Linked DNA regions of Mus musculus: regions 2, 3 and 4 are each linked to region 1. The links are chromatin contacts, called in public HiChIP or PLAC-seq maps. All regions are on one chromosome and are shown on one strand. Each heading gives the region's core, a stretch centred on a gene start, on an enhancer-like site or on the middle of the called end of the contact. The rest is flanking DNA. Distances are from core to core; before and after follow the strand shown.

Region 1 (2,835 bases), core at 248-2,747:
ATGCAGGTGCTGGGAATTGGATGAACCCTGGTCCTCAAGAAGAGCAGTCAATGCTTAGCTGCCGATCTATCTCTCCAGCTCTCTGCAAAATTGTTTCAGGAATTGACACTGGTTTGTCCTGAGTCAGAAGAGCCTTTTGTGCCTCTAGGTGTGAGCCCAAATGAAGAGAACCAGGAGTGGCTGAGACTCTTATCACTTGCTGATGCTTGGCAATCTGTTTGTTTGATCAGTTACAATGCATGCAGCGTGAGATCCAAGTCCATCCACCATCTCCAATTCACGAGGGATAGGCGTCACTGGCTGTCTTTGGGATTCTGTCCTGTGTATTTGGCTTAGCCAGTGTGTGGTCCCTGGCGTGGATGTCTACAGAAGGAATGGGGGCTAGGGGAAGACAGCAAGCAGAGTGGGCCTGTCCTGTTAACCGCACGTCTGCCCCAAATCTAATTGAGTCACTCAGTTAAACTGCTCAAATGCACACAGATTAATAACAAGCCCAAAGGCCAGCTATTCCTTACTGCTTCCTATATAAGCACTGCTATATAAAATACAAGTTACCTGGTGACTGTGTGTTCCAGAGGGGCAATACATTTTTAAGTACGCTACAATGTCCCAAACATGATGTGAGATAACTAAGAAAAAAACACAAGCTCTTGGTTTTCTGACATTCTGGTGGAACAAGGCATCTCACATATTTTGTTTGCAATCTTACCAAGAATGCAAATGAGAATTGCAGGCCATTACCCTGCTGAGAAATTGTTCCCGGGAGACAAAAATCTTAATGAGAGGACATTTCACACCCACAGCCTTGCATTCTCTTCCTCCCTCACTGGCCCCTGACCTCTCTTTCTGGTTCCCTGGGCAGCCACTTCTGCGGGCTTGCTACCCATGAAGGTATACACTGAGCAAGCCCCTTCCCTGCTCATTGACACTGTGCCCTAAACAACCATCCGTCATTAGAATATCACGTATATCCATTCCTGACTATAGGTAAGGCCAGGGCTGATTGCAGGGCCAAGCAGGATGTATGTAGGTTATATGCAAATGTGTCATTTTGTATGAGGGACCCGAGGACTTCCTGGAATCAGTCCTTATGGGTACTGAGAAAATACTGAGAAGCCATTGGTCAGAACTGAGTTGCTATCCACCTATTCCTCCTCCAGAAATCTAATTCCTGGAAGAACAATCCATTGACTCTGGCCGGGCGAGTGTTCTGACAGATGTCCTGTTTTGATGAAGGCATAGCTGCATTTTGGAGGAGCTGTGGGCAACCTCGGGAGCTGTACGGTGTATGCAAACATCTCAAGGGCTGTGCCCTGTGATGTATAAGGAGACCCCTCTAGAAGCGCTGTCTAGATTCACTTGCCTTTGGTCCCTTTTTTGTCTCACTTCTCACAGGGGCTGATCCCCCTCCAGAGCCGGCTCATGCTCCTCTCTCTGATACCAGCCGAGGAGGCGTGGGCCCTATCAATCTTGTCACCTGTGTGAAGCCTGGGTGGCCTCCTCCCCCTTCCCTCCCTAAGCCTTGGGTCTGTGACCGCAGGGGTGAGCTGCTGGCCTCGGAGTGCCACTTTCTCAGCGGGGGCACTTCCTCCCCTGCAAGCTGCTTTGGCAAATTGTTTATCTCTCACAAGGATAGTAAGAGAGATCCTATCAGTGAAACTCTATCTGTCTGGGCACAGATGTCTGCCTCCCTGGCAGGCTCCTGTTCACCCTGCTGTGGCCTACCATTCTCAGGTCTTTGCCCTCCTCCCCCAAACTTCCCCCCTCAAAATCTGCAGTCAGGGAGGGGAAACAGTGGGGGCAGAGTGTGAAGCTGCCTCTGGGAGCTGAGGAAGTGCCAGGGAAGACAACCATCAGGTCTTATAGCAACTGTTATCAAGGGTCATGTTAGGAAGGGAACGGGATGCAGACACCAGGACCCAGATGGCAGTCTGGATAGCAGCTTTTTTTTTTTTTTTTGCAGGATGCAGAGGCAAAGGGTGGTGGATTTCTGTAGATGACTGTTTTAAAACAGCGAGAGCAGGAGGGCTCTGTGCTGCTCTCTGGAACTTTCTGCAGCTAAGGTAATTTATATTTGGACTATGTCATTCACTAGCCCACAGGCACCGTGGGTATAGTGACCTCTCGAGATACAAAAAAAAAAAAAAAAAAGGAAGGCTGGAACTGTGAAGTGTCTTTAGTTTATCTAGTTGAGATGTGACTGAGCGAGCCAATTAGCAGTTTCAGATGTTGGTGGATGACCATGGGACTCGCCTCTGACACACTTGCTGACCACTGCTAGGATGAAAGCCTTTGTCGCCTGGCCTGTCGCAAGACGTCTGAATCCCTGTTGGCTCTGTTTTACTCTCTCAGTGACTTGGGCTGAACTTGCTGAGGCCAAACATAAGGTGCAATGCCTGACGGGATGGGGCTGGGTGGAGTCTGTGTGCTCATTTCTCCTAGGTGAGACCCTGGCCCATGTGCCAGGCTCCAAAGAGATTTGAGAATCCCCAGTGCTGTTGGGTGGCTATAGCTGTTTTATAACTATAAGTACAGAGGTGTCACAGTTCCGTGGTGGGGACACTTTGATGTCTGAAGAATCCACTTTGCAATATCAAAGTCATCTGACATGTCATCGGGTGCGAAGAGTAAAAGGGTCTGAGTTTGAAGCGTCAGGCACCATGCCCAGGGTACCAATAAATGCCTTTCTCTACCTTTCCCCTTGGACCATAACCACTGGTTTGGGAGGAATAGCATCCTTAGATGCGGGATGGAGGGCTATTTTGTCTGTTTCAGGTTGCCATAGTGTTTGATGAAAGTGCATTGTTTCTAAGCCCTTGTCAAACGCTGTGGCAT
Region 2 (2,835 bases), core at 95-2,594, 760 kb before region 1:
CCGGTTGACATTTTCTCTGTGACATTGTGAAAGATGTTTTTAGTTTTTGTTTTTGTTTTTGTTTTTATTTTATTTTATTTTATTTTTTGAGTGCTGGAAGATATGGGGATTGGCAAGTACTCTATCACTGGGACGCTGAAATACACCTCCAGCCGGAGGGGGGGCAGTTTAATTTAATTTAATTTTTAGATTCATTTGTATTTTATTCTGTGTGTATGGGTGTTTTGCCTGCTTGTGTGTTTGTGTGGCATGTGCATACCACGCCTACAGAACCCAGAAGAAAGCATCAGATCTGCTAGATCTGAACTTACAGACAGATAGCTGTGACCTGCTGCGCGGATGCTGGGAACGGAACCAGCGTCCTATGAAAGAGCAATCAATGCTCTTCACCGCTGAGCCACCTCTCCAGCCCCATGGGGAGGGGGACAGTTTTTAAGTGAACATGAGATGTACTTGTCACCTGAATAATGGTTGTACTGGTTGTCATCATGAAACTGTGGAGAGAGCACTCTTAGCAGTTATAGGGGGTGTGCGTCTCAGGGGTTGGGGTGGGGTTTAAGTGATGAAGCAAGACAAGACCAGCCTTCTGTTTGGGTTCGGGGTGAGGAGGATCACTGTGAGACACCCAGGGGTACCAATTACTGTCCCAGGTTCAGCCACCTCACTGCCATGTGGTCCCTTCACTAGGTCTCCCAAGCAGCATATGTCACCAATATGCTTTTTGGCTCTGTAAAATGACTCCCGTATTCCACCCTAGAGTGAATGCCTGCCACAGGGTAGACATAATGGGAGACTGTCCAGGGACAATCAGTGGCCTTCCATGAGAGGGCACTGTCAACATGGAACCATTGACAATGTGACACACGCAGGGAGGCCTGGGAAGGTGGTGATGGCACGGTGATTCTCTAAACTGCTGTCCCCGTGGTCTAGCATGATCATGTGATCATGATCCTCACTTGGCTTCCCTCAGAGGTGTTAGTGAACAAGGGTGACATGAGCTGAGGTAGCGATAATGCTGAGTGAGCCGTGCAGTGCTTTGTGGTTTACTGAGGAGCCCGGGCGGCCCAGACCAGTTCCCCTGCTTGATCAGAGGTGTCCTTTAACATTTGCTGCTTTTGAGTCAAGCTACATTACTCTTCTTCCAGGCCTTAAACCAAAAGGCATCCCTGAAACACTCAGAGCCACATACAAGGATGGGTAACAAACCCGCAGTATATAACACCTACTGCCACATTTATACAGCAGTGAGCGGTGGATAGAGGGAGGACCTCACAGTCCCCAGGCCAAGTAGGAAGCAAGGCTCAGAGAGGTGACATCTCATGTTTGGCTACACCCTTTAGAGATCAAGTTCCAAGTGTTCAGTGATGCTCCTATGGGGGGTGGGGAGTCTTGTCAGAAGAGATCTGGGGTAGGAGTCTGCGTTTGAAACTCCTCAGACAACATACTGAAAGAACAAAGAAGGCTCAGTGTGTGTTCTAAAGATCTATGAAAGTAAGGAGGGAGGAAGCAAGAAAAGACACCGCAGGGCCCTCTCTGGGTTCTGAGCTGCCCCGTGTGATTTAGTGAGACAAACGCAACTGACATTTCTAGGTCTGTAGGCCAGGATTGGTGCTTCTGAAGTCATTTGGACCCAGCAGTTAGCATCATTAGCTGCAGCCGCTACAGCAGTGTAAGGCTAGTGGACCCTGTCCCAGCCATTAGCAAAGCAGCCACCGCCCACTGCAGGGCACGCACTGGGCCACCTGCGTGCAGGTATCTCTCTGAGTTCGATGCAGCAAGGACGGGTTTGGGATGAGCTAAGCAAGCCCTGAGTCTGACGCAACCTGCTGTCTAAGGCTCTTCTTGTCTAAAAGCAAGCCATCTGTGCCTGTGCTGTGTCTATAAAATACTTATTCAGTTCCTGAATAGAAAGACGTTCCAAGTGGCTCGCCAGAGACTCTCTGACGTTGTTTAGTTCTTAAAAGTGAGCAGCCCCATACTCAGGGCTATTTGTAGGCGAGAGAGAGCCATGAGGTCGTCACATGTAAACGAACATTTTATTTTAAAAAAGAAGGGGGTGGCTGGAAAGAGAGTTGTCAAGGGAGGGCCTTCAAGGGCTGGGGGATTTATTTTTTCTTTCTGTCAGGTACTGGGGGAGGCTGCTGCCTATAGTGAGTGAAGCCTAGAGTTCTGTAGAGGGACACTTAGGGGCTCTGATGAAGATAGCTCTCACCCCAGGGTGACAAGTGGCCCTGAAATCTGACCGGACAAGTAGTCAGCCCCCTTTCTCCTCACAGTTTAACTATGGAGGTGACATCTGGGTTCTAGAGCATGCAGGTCAGAATATGTGTGCCCTTCTCTCTGCTTTTCTAAAACATGGAATCGGTTATGGCTACCTAGTTACATAGTCTGCTTTGGACTTCGGTATTTGTTGGATAGAACAGTCTAGAAAAACATGTGGCCACCAGATAAAGAGACAGGAAGTACTTCAGAGCAACTCAAGGAAATGGAGATGCTGAGAAGAGATGGGCCCCAACTTAAGAACACCCCAGATCTCAGCAACCATCCTCTGTAAATCCATTACTTAGAATGGCTGGGGCCCAGAGAAGGGTACAGAAACACCTTTAATTTGATATGTGACCTCCTAGGACATGGTACTTCATTTGTGTTGATAGCTCCAATGTGTCTGAAAGGGACTTGTATTTACCTTCTTAAGAAACACATACACACACACACACACACACACACACACACACACACACACACACACACGATGTGAGGAAGAGTCTGAACCTGTCTTCTGGCCAGCATTAGCTAATAAGCTGAGTATGGAGCAGTCAGGGCTTTGGAGAGGCA
Region 3 (2,835 bases), core at 86-2,585, 590 kb after region 1:
ACGCACGCACGCACGCACGCACACACGCACATGCACATACACATCTAAATCCGGTGCCCGGGTCTGTGGTTGTCAAGTCTAGACCACTCACTGGTTTTGTAAACAATTTTATGGAGACGCAGCCACTGCCGTTCATGCATGCTTTGTCTAAGACTGTGTGTGTACTACTGAATAATTGCAGCAGTCCGCATGGCCTACAAAGCCCGACACTGTTCACCTTCTGATCCCCTAAAGGGAAGGTTAGCCAATCTTTCCTCTGTGAAACATCAGAGAGAACCCTTTTTTCATGGATTCATTAATCTATTCTTTTAATCAGGTTGCTAGATGGTTTCCCAACACTCTGGGCATAAAGGGCAGACCTAGTCTTGGCTGCCTTGAGATCTTCAAGGCAGAACCCAGTACCTCATAAGTACTTAAGAAATGTCTGTTGGGTGAGAAATGAGCTAACATAGTAATTTGGGAATTTCTACCATTGTGGATCTTAGGGTGGAGATTGAAATGGAATCTGAAAAGGTTTACCATGTTCATGAAAATGCTTTCCAGGGGAGAAAGTTCTTTCCTCCCTCAGTCGAGTAAGTGAATGAGCAAAGCGCTGGACGATGCTGACCCAGAGTTTCTAAGTCTGAAATCCAGGGCACCTAGGAATGAATGAAGCAGAAAGGAGTCTGGGTCTTCCGAGAGATCACCCGTACTGGCTGTACTCTGTCTATGAACCCAGTGCACTGCCAGTTGCTGGGGGCCAAGAGTGGGCACACTCAGCAGGAGCCCCCAGATGCTGACAGCATCCCACATCCTGGGGGCAAGGTGATGACAACAGAAGGAGCCCCAAGAGAGCTCCCATCTGTCCTTGCTGTGCTCTCTCTACCAGGACGCACAAACCATGGAGGAGACCCTGGTTGTATCCCAACCATGGCCAGAGTTTAGAACATGGGGCAGAAGAGAGGGACAGACCTCTCTGCGGTCGCCCCGTGACTGGAGCAGCAGCGTGCCTAGCCCCACCTCTGTGTGCTTCTGACTGGGAGAACGGCGGGTGCTTTCACATGCTGAGTTTTATAGGGGGATTCACAGTACAAGTGTTGACCGACCATGCTCTTGCCGTGAAAGGAGGCATCTTACTTCATGTTCCTGGCAGCAGCACGGAAGCTCTGTTCCTGTTGCCTAACCCAGTTCTATAGTCCTGCATGGGCAAGCCTGCGGGTTCCAAAGGCCTCCTTTTTGGCCAGAGAGGCATAAACATGGTCACCTAAGGCACCAGTCGATAAGATGAAAAGATTTCCCAGGTGCTGAGTCGCCCTCTGCCTGAGCCAGGAAGGCAGCCTTCCTGTATCACAAGGGGAGATCTTATCTAAGAAACATCTCCATATTGCTAGTTTCACAGACAGGCACAGCACAGGCACCACCCCCACCAATAAACTGGCTTTTTTTTTTTCTGCTTGCAAAAGGGGTTTTCTCTTTCACCTCTTTCTCTTCCTTTGCAGCGTGGGATCATGTCAGAAGGCAAGCGTGTTCTGGTAGAATAAAATTGCACCTGACTTGGAAGCCGGAACTATACTCTTATGTTAATGAGCGGGTGGCCAGAAGAGCCATTCTCAAAGCTTTCCTGTCATCTGCCCTTCTCCCTCCCCTCTCCCCTGCCTTCCCTTTCTCCTCACTTGTTCCCCCACCCCCGCCCCCCCACCTCCCCGCCCCATTCTCTTCCTTCTCAGCAAAAAAGTTGAGGGAGAGAAATTAAGAAGTGGCAGGTACAGCCACTGCCATGAATATCTAGCGCAGTGTCTCTTGTCAAAAAAATCAGAAGTGTATTAGAAAAGAAGAAAGCAAAACTCAGAGCTCAGACGGGTGTACGGCTCACCCATATCCTCATTCAGTTTCTTCTTCCTACTTAAATTTCACTGTATTTCTTTTTTTAACCTCTCCTGCAGGTCTTTATATATAGGATACCACACACTTCTGTCATTTAAAGTACGAAGGAACTAGCGGGGGGGGGGGGGGTGATCTATTTTCAGCCATATCTTGTTAGGATGCTTGTTTTTTTTTTTTAATGTATTTAATTAATTTATTTATTTCTGTCTTGTGGTGGGAAAAAGAAAAAAGGTGGATTTCTGAGAAAGCCAGGTCTCCAAAGAACACGAGTGAAGGTTGAGAGCGTGTCTGGCCACCTGTCCTGTCAATTAGAGGAATATCTATGAGGTCATGGCGTCCTATGGAACTGACATTCAGCCGTGAAGGGAGCAGGGTACACAGTGTGATAACAGGATGATAAGCCTACTTTGGTCCGATTAGAAAATAAAAGTGGAGGCCACTCCCTGGCCTAGCCCACAGTCTAGAGATGAATAAGGATGGGGCTCGGAGAACAGCCATTCCTGCCAGGAGCCTTCTCCTTCAATGGCCGCAGGACAGCAAAAAATGAAGTCCGAGAGCCATAATCACTCGCACAAAAGGGACAAATACTGTGGGTAGCTTTAGAAGCAGCTGAAAGGTGCCTTCAGTTCTGACAAGATTGGTGTTAATTACCAGCAAGGACTCCAGTATAATACTATTTAAATCATTTTAAATTATCCCTCTCAAAAATTAATTTTTCATCAAAGATTACACACACACAAAAAAATCATGATATCATCTCCGCAGCTGCGATTTAGTAATAATTTCATGTATTATTACCAATGTCAGTTGGATAAAAGAAAAAAATGGCACCCCACCGTGCTGATTCCAGCGCAGGCCATATATAGAAATTTTTAACTATCACTTATAATCGCTTTGATGAGCTTAAACCTCCTCTCAATTAACACCCTAAATGACACTGAGACATCTTAATGGTGGAGGGATGTTGGGGAA
Region 4 (2,835 bases), core at 239-2,738, 580 kb after region 1:
ACTGGTAAGAAGGAGTCATGGAGAGCACACATCTAGAATTTTCCAGAAGCCATAAAGTTTGGCTCAGTTCCTAATGTAGAGGACAGAGGCATGGATCAGGAAGCAAGGAAGGGCCCAATGAAATCTTTAGACTCTTTAGAATCAGAAGGAAGAGAAGTTGTATGGTGGCCAAATGATATTAAACATCTAATATCCTGTCTGAGTGCTAAAGTAGACTGAGCAGGATCCCAGATTTTCATGGCTCCATCCCCAGAAACTCAGGAGTTTGTGGCTCAGAGAAGGCTTTGGATGGCATACTGAGTGTCTCTGAAACCCCATCCTGTCTCCCCTCACCTGGCTATGGAGGGCGAAGCTGAAGAGCAGCCTGGTCCCCTGCATGCCTGTGCCTTGGAGATGAAATCCCAGGAGCCCACCCGGGAAATCTTCTGTCACTTGTCACGGCTGCCAAATGTCTTCTACATTAGGAGGCCAGAGAGGTTGGATCAGCCTGCAAATGGGCTGGTATTTTCCAAGAGGAACACAATTACCCCCGGAACTCACAGGAGTGGGGGAGCAAAGACAGGCAACACCCAGCTTCCTACGCAAGGGGCATTTCTGGGTTGTAGCGGTAACATAAGGACATTTGGCTTGCGCCCATTCCTATAGAGATCTGTCCTCAGAGGACTGCTGGCCAAAGCCCAGTCCTTCCTCCCAAGCTCTCAGCAGTAGGTAGCACTGCCTGACTCTACAATGAGCCTGAAGAAGCCACACCCACAGGAAAGCCAGATGCCTGGCACCGGGAAAAGTTGAGGAAGTTTAGAGAAAACAAACATGGGAAATGGAGATGATGACCTTTGATAGGATGCAAAGGGTCTTGGGTCTCTATGGGCAGCAGTCATAAGTGTGAAAGCATGCCATCGCTGACGCCATTAGCCTCTTGCTTCTCTCCTGTCGCTGTGATAAAAAGTTCAGCTAAGAACATCTTAAGAAAGAAGCTTTATTCTAGCATGTGGCTCCCAGTCAGAGTCCATCATTGAAGGTAAGTTGAGGCAGCAGAAGTTTGACACCAGTGGGCAGAGAAACACAGAAGCAAAGAAGGATTGAATGCACTCACGGCTGCACTCAGCTGACTCTAGACTTCTCACACATTCGGAGACTCAAACGGAGGGATTGGTGGCACCCATTTCAGGCTTGGTCTCCTCACCTCAGTTAAGACAGTTGAGACAAATCTCCACAGGTGTGCCCACAGACCAACCGGCTCTTGAGAACCCCTCTCTGAGACTCTTCCCAGGAAACTATAAACTTTGTCACATTGACAATTGTCACTAACCACTGCCAGGAGACTGGAAGAGACAGCACATCCATCATGAAGAGTCGCATTAGCTGACTTTCAGGAGACTCTGTGACTGCAGCTGTTAAAGAGGGAAGTCCTGCCTCACAGAGAGGCATGAGGTGTGAGCTCAGAGGTGGGGGGTCAAAGGCACAGGGCAAAGGAACAGAAAGTGCCGTGTCTCCGGCTGTCACCAGTGAGCAAACCCACGTGTGGCCATGTGGGCACAGGACATCTGTAGAGAGCAATGAGTGACTGAGAGATCCTTGGCTGAAAGACAAGAAGCGCTATATTAAGTGAGGTAACCCAGGCTCGGAACGACACCAATGTTCGCTTTTCAATTTCTAGATGTGCATGCCGATGTGGGAGTGCAGGAAGCTGGATGCCAGGAAAACAGAAAAGGGCCCTTGAGAGGAGGGGGAAATGACTTTCAGCCAAAACTACCCTATATTTAAATCTCTGTAAAAGTTATGTACTCTGTATTTAAAACCTAAAAACGTCATGTTGATTGGATTAGCATCTGAACATTTATGAGGAATCTTACACTCCTGCTTGTGCTTGCTTGCAGGCATATCTTCTCTTCTAATTAGGGATGATACTGAAAATGTTGTGCTTCTCTGCATTTTTGGTTCTGTTTCCTGTTTCTATACATTTATTTATGCACAGCGACTTTCATTTTTACTTTGGTATCTTCTGTCTTTCATTAGTTCTTACTATGTGACATTAAGTCTTCTAATAAAGAATAATTCATTTTTAAAAGATTAACCATTTTAGGAAAGACAAGAAGATCCAAGGACAAGAGCCAACTATAAAGTTTATAGCGGGTGTATATGTATATCTTGTCAATCAATCTCTCAAGCCATCGATGCTGACTGTGTGTGTGTGTGTGTGTGTGTATACAAGTGTGTGTGAGTATGTGTGTGTCCTTGTGTGTGTGTGTGAGTGTGTGTGAGTGTGTGTGTGTGTCCTTGTGTGAGTGTGTGTGTGTCCTTGTGTGTGTGTCCTTGTGTGCTTCTGTCACTAGACCCCATCCACAAGTTTCAGTTCAGAGAGAATACAGCTAAGAGAGTGTGTGAAGAAGGTTGAGAGGAATACCAGGCCACGCTCTTTGACACCAGGGCTGCTAGGACTGAACTGAGTTCCCCCAAATTCTTGTACTGAGGTCCTTCCTGCTCCCTGCATGCACTGTATCTTTGTAAGGAGATAACTCGGGTTAAATGATTGTGAACGGAGAGTCCAGAGCCCATAGAATCAATATCTTTTCCTTTTAACCGATGTCAGAGATCAACCTTTGTCTTTCCGTGGTGACAGCATGCACAGAGAAGCCCACAAGCCAGGAAGAGGACTTGACCAGAAACCACACTGCAGTTCTGTGATCTGCCTGTGGATGTGTAAATAGCCAGAGTCTATCCATGACGGACTCCTCCATGCCCACTCCCAGACCACGGCCCTTATGATAGCTCTGAGGTAATTAAAACAGGGGGAAGAAGGAAGTCAGGGCCCAGGAAGCTATAGATAACTGAAGG

Evidence for each region. HiChIP or PLAC-seq counts read pairs in DNA pulled down with a chosen protein or histone mark.
Region 2: an H3K27ac HiChIP or PLAC-seq map of T-cell acute lymphoblastic leukemia shows a contact between it and region 1, with 3 times the contacts expected there. The contact joins two enhancer-like sites. A contact is called at or near these places in 1 of 484 Hi-C or Micro-C datasets (double positive thymocytes) and 6 of 115 datasets of contacts at active chromatin or transcription factors (CD8 T cells, T-cell acute lymphoblastic leukemia, double positive thymocytes and 3 more).
Region 3: an H3K4me3 HiChIP or PLAC-seq map of the SCID.adh cell line shows a contact between it and region 1, with 8 read pairs. The contact joins two enhancer-like sites.
Region 4: an H3K4me3 HiChIP or PLAC-seq map of the SCID.adh cell line shows a contact between it and region 1, with 27 read pairs. The contact joins two enhancer-like sites. A contact is called at or near these places in 2 of 115 datasets of contacts at active chromatin or transcription factors (the SCID.adh cell line and T-cell acute lymphoblastic leukemia).

Annotation. Positions count from the first base shown.
Region 1 is chr12:107,159,028-107,161,862 of GRCm38.p6, reverse strand. No RefSeq gene overlaps it. Among named protein-coding and RNA genes, the nearest start is that of Gm52008, 49 kb to the right of the region's middle. Within about 2 kb of position 1,497, at least 50 of the 459 cell types and tissues checked have an H3K27ac peak or open chromatin away from gene starts, as enhancers often do. A contact at or near this core is called in CD8 T cells, the SCID.adh cell line, T-cell acute lymphoblastic leukemia and 2 more, where this site is marked.
Region 2 is chr12:107,919,925-107,922,759 of GRCm38.p6, reverse strand. All of the region lies in intron 3 of Bcl11b (B cell leukemia/lymphoma 11B), which reads left to right. Among named protein-coding and RNA genes, the nearest start is that of Bcl11b, 82 kb to the left of the region's middle. Within about 2 kb of position 1,344, at least 43 of the 459 cell types and tissues checked have an H3K27ac peak or open chromatin away from gene starts, as enhancers often do. A contact at or near this core is called in CD8 T cells, T-cell acute lymphoblastic leukemia, double positive thymocytes and 1 more, where this site is marked.
Region 3 is chr12:106,563,996-106,566,830 of GRCm38.p6, reverse strand. It overlaps the pseudogene Gm17053. Among named protein-coding and RNA genes, the nearest start is that of Gm32935, 37 kb to the right of the region's middle. Within about 2 kb of position 1,335, at least 24 of the 459 cell types and tissues checked have an H3K27ac peak or open chromatin away from gene starts, as enhancers often do. A contact at or near this core is called in the SCID.adh cell line, where this site is marked.
Region 4 is chr12:106,581,779-106,584,613 of GRCm38.p6, reverse strand. No RefSeq gene overlaps it. Among named protein-coding and RNA genes, the nearest start is that of Gm46320, 52 kb to the left of the region's middle. Within about 2 kb of position 1,488, at least 9 of the 459 cell types and tissues checked have an H3K27ac peak or open chromatin away from gene starts, as enhancers often do. A contact at or near this core is called in the SCID.adh cell line and T-cell acute lymphoblastic leukemia, where this site is marked.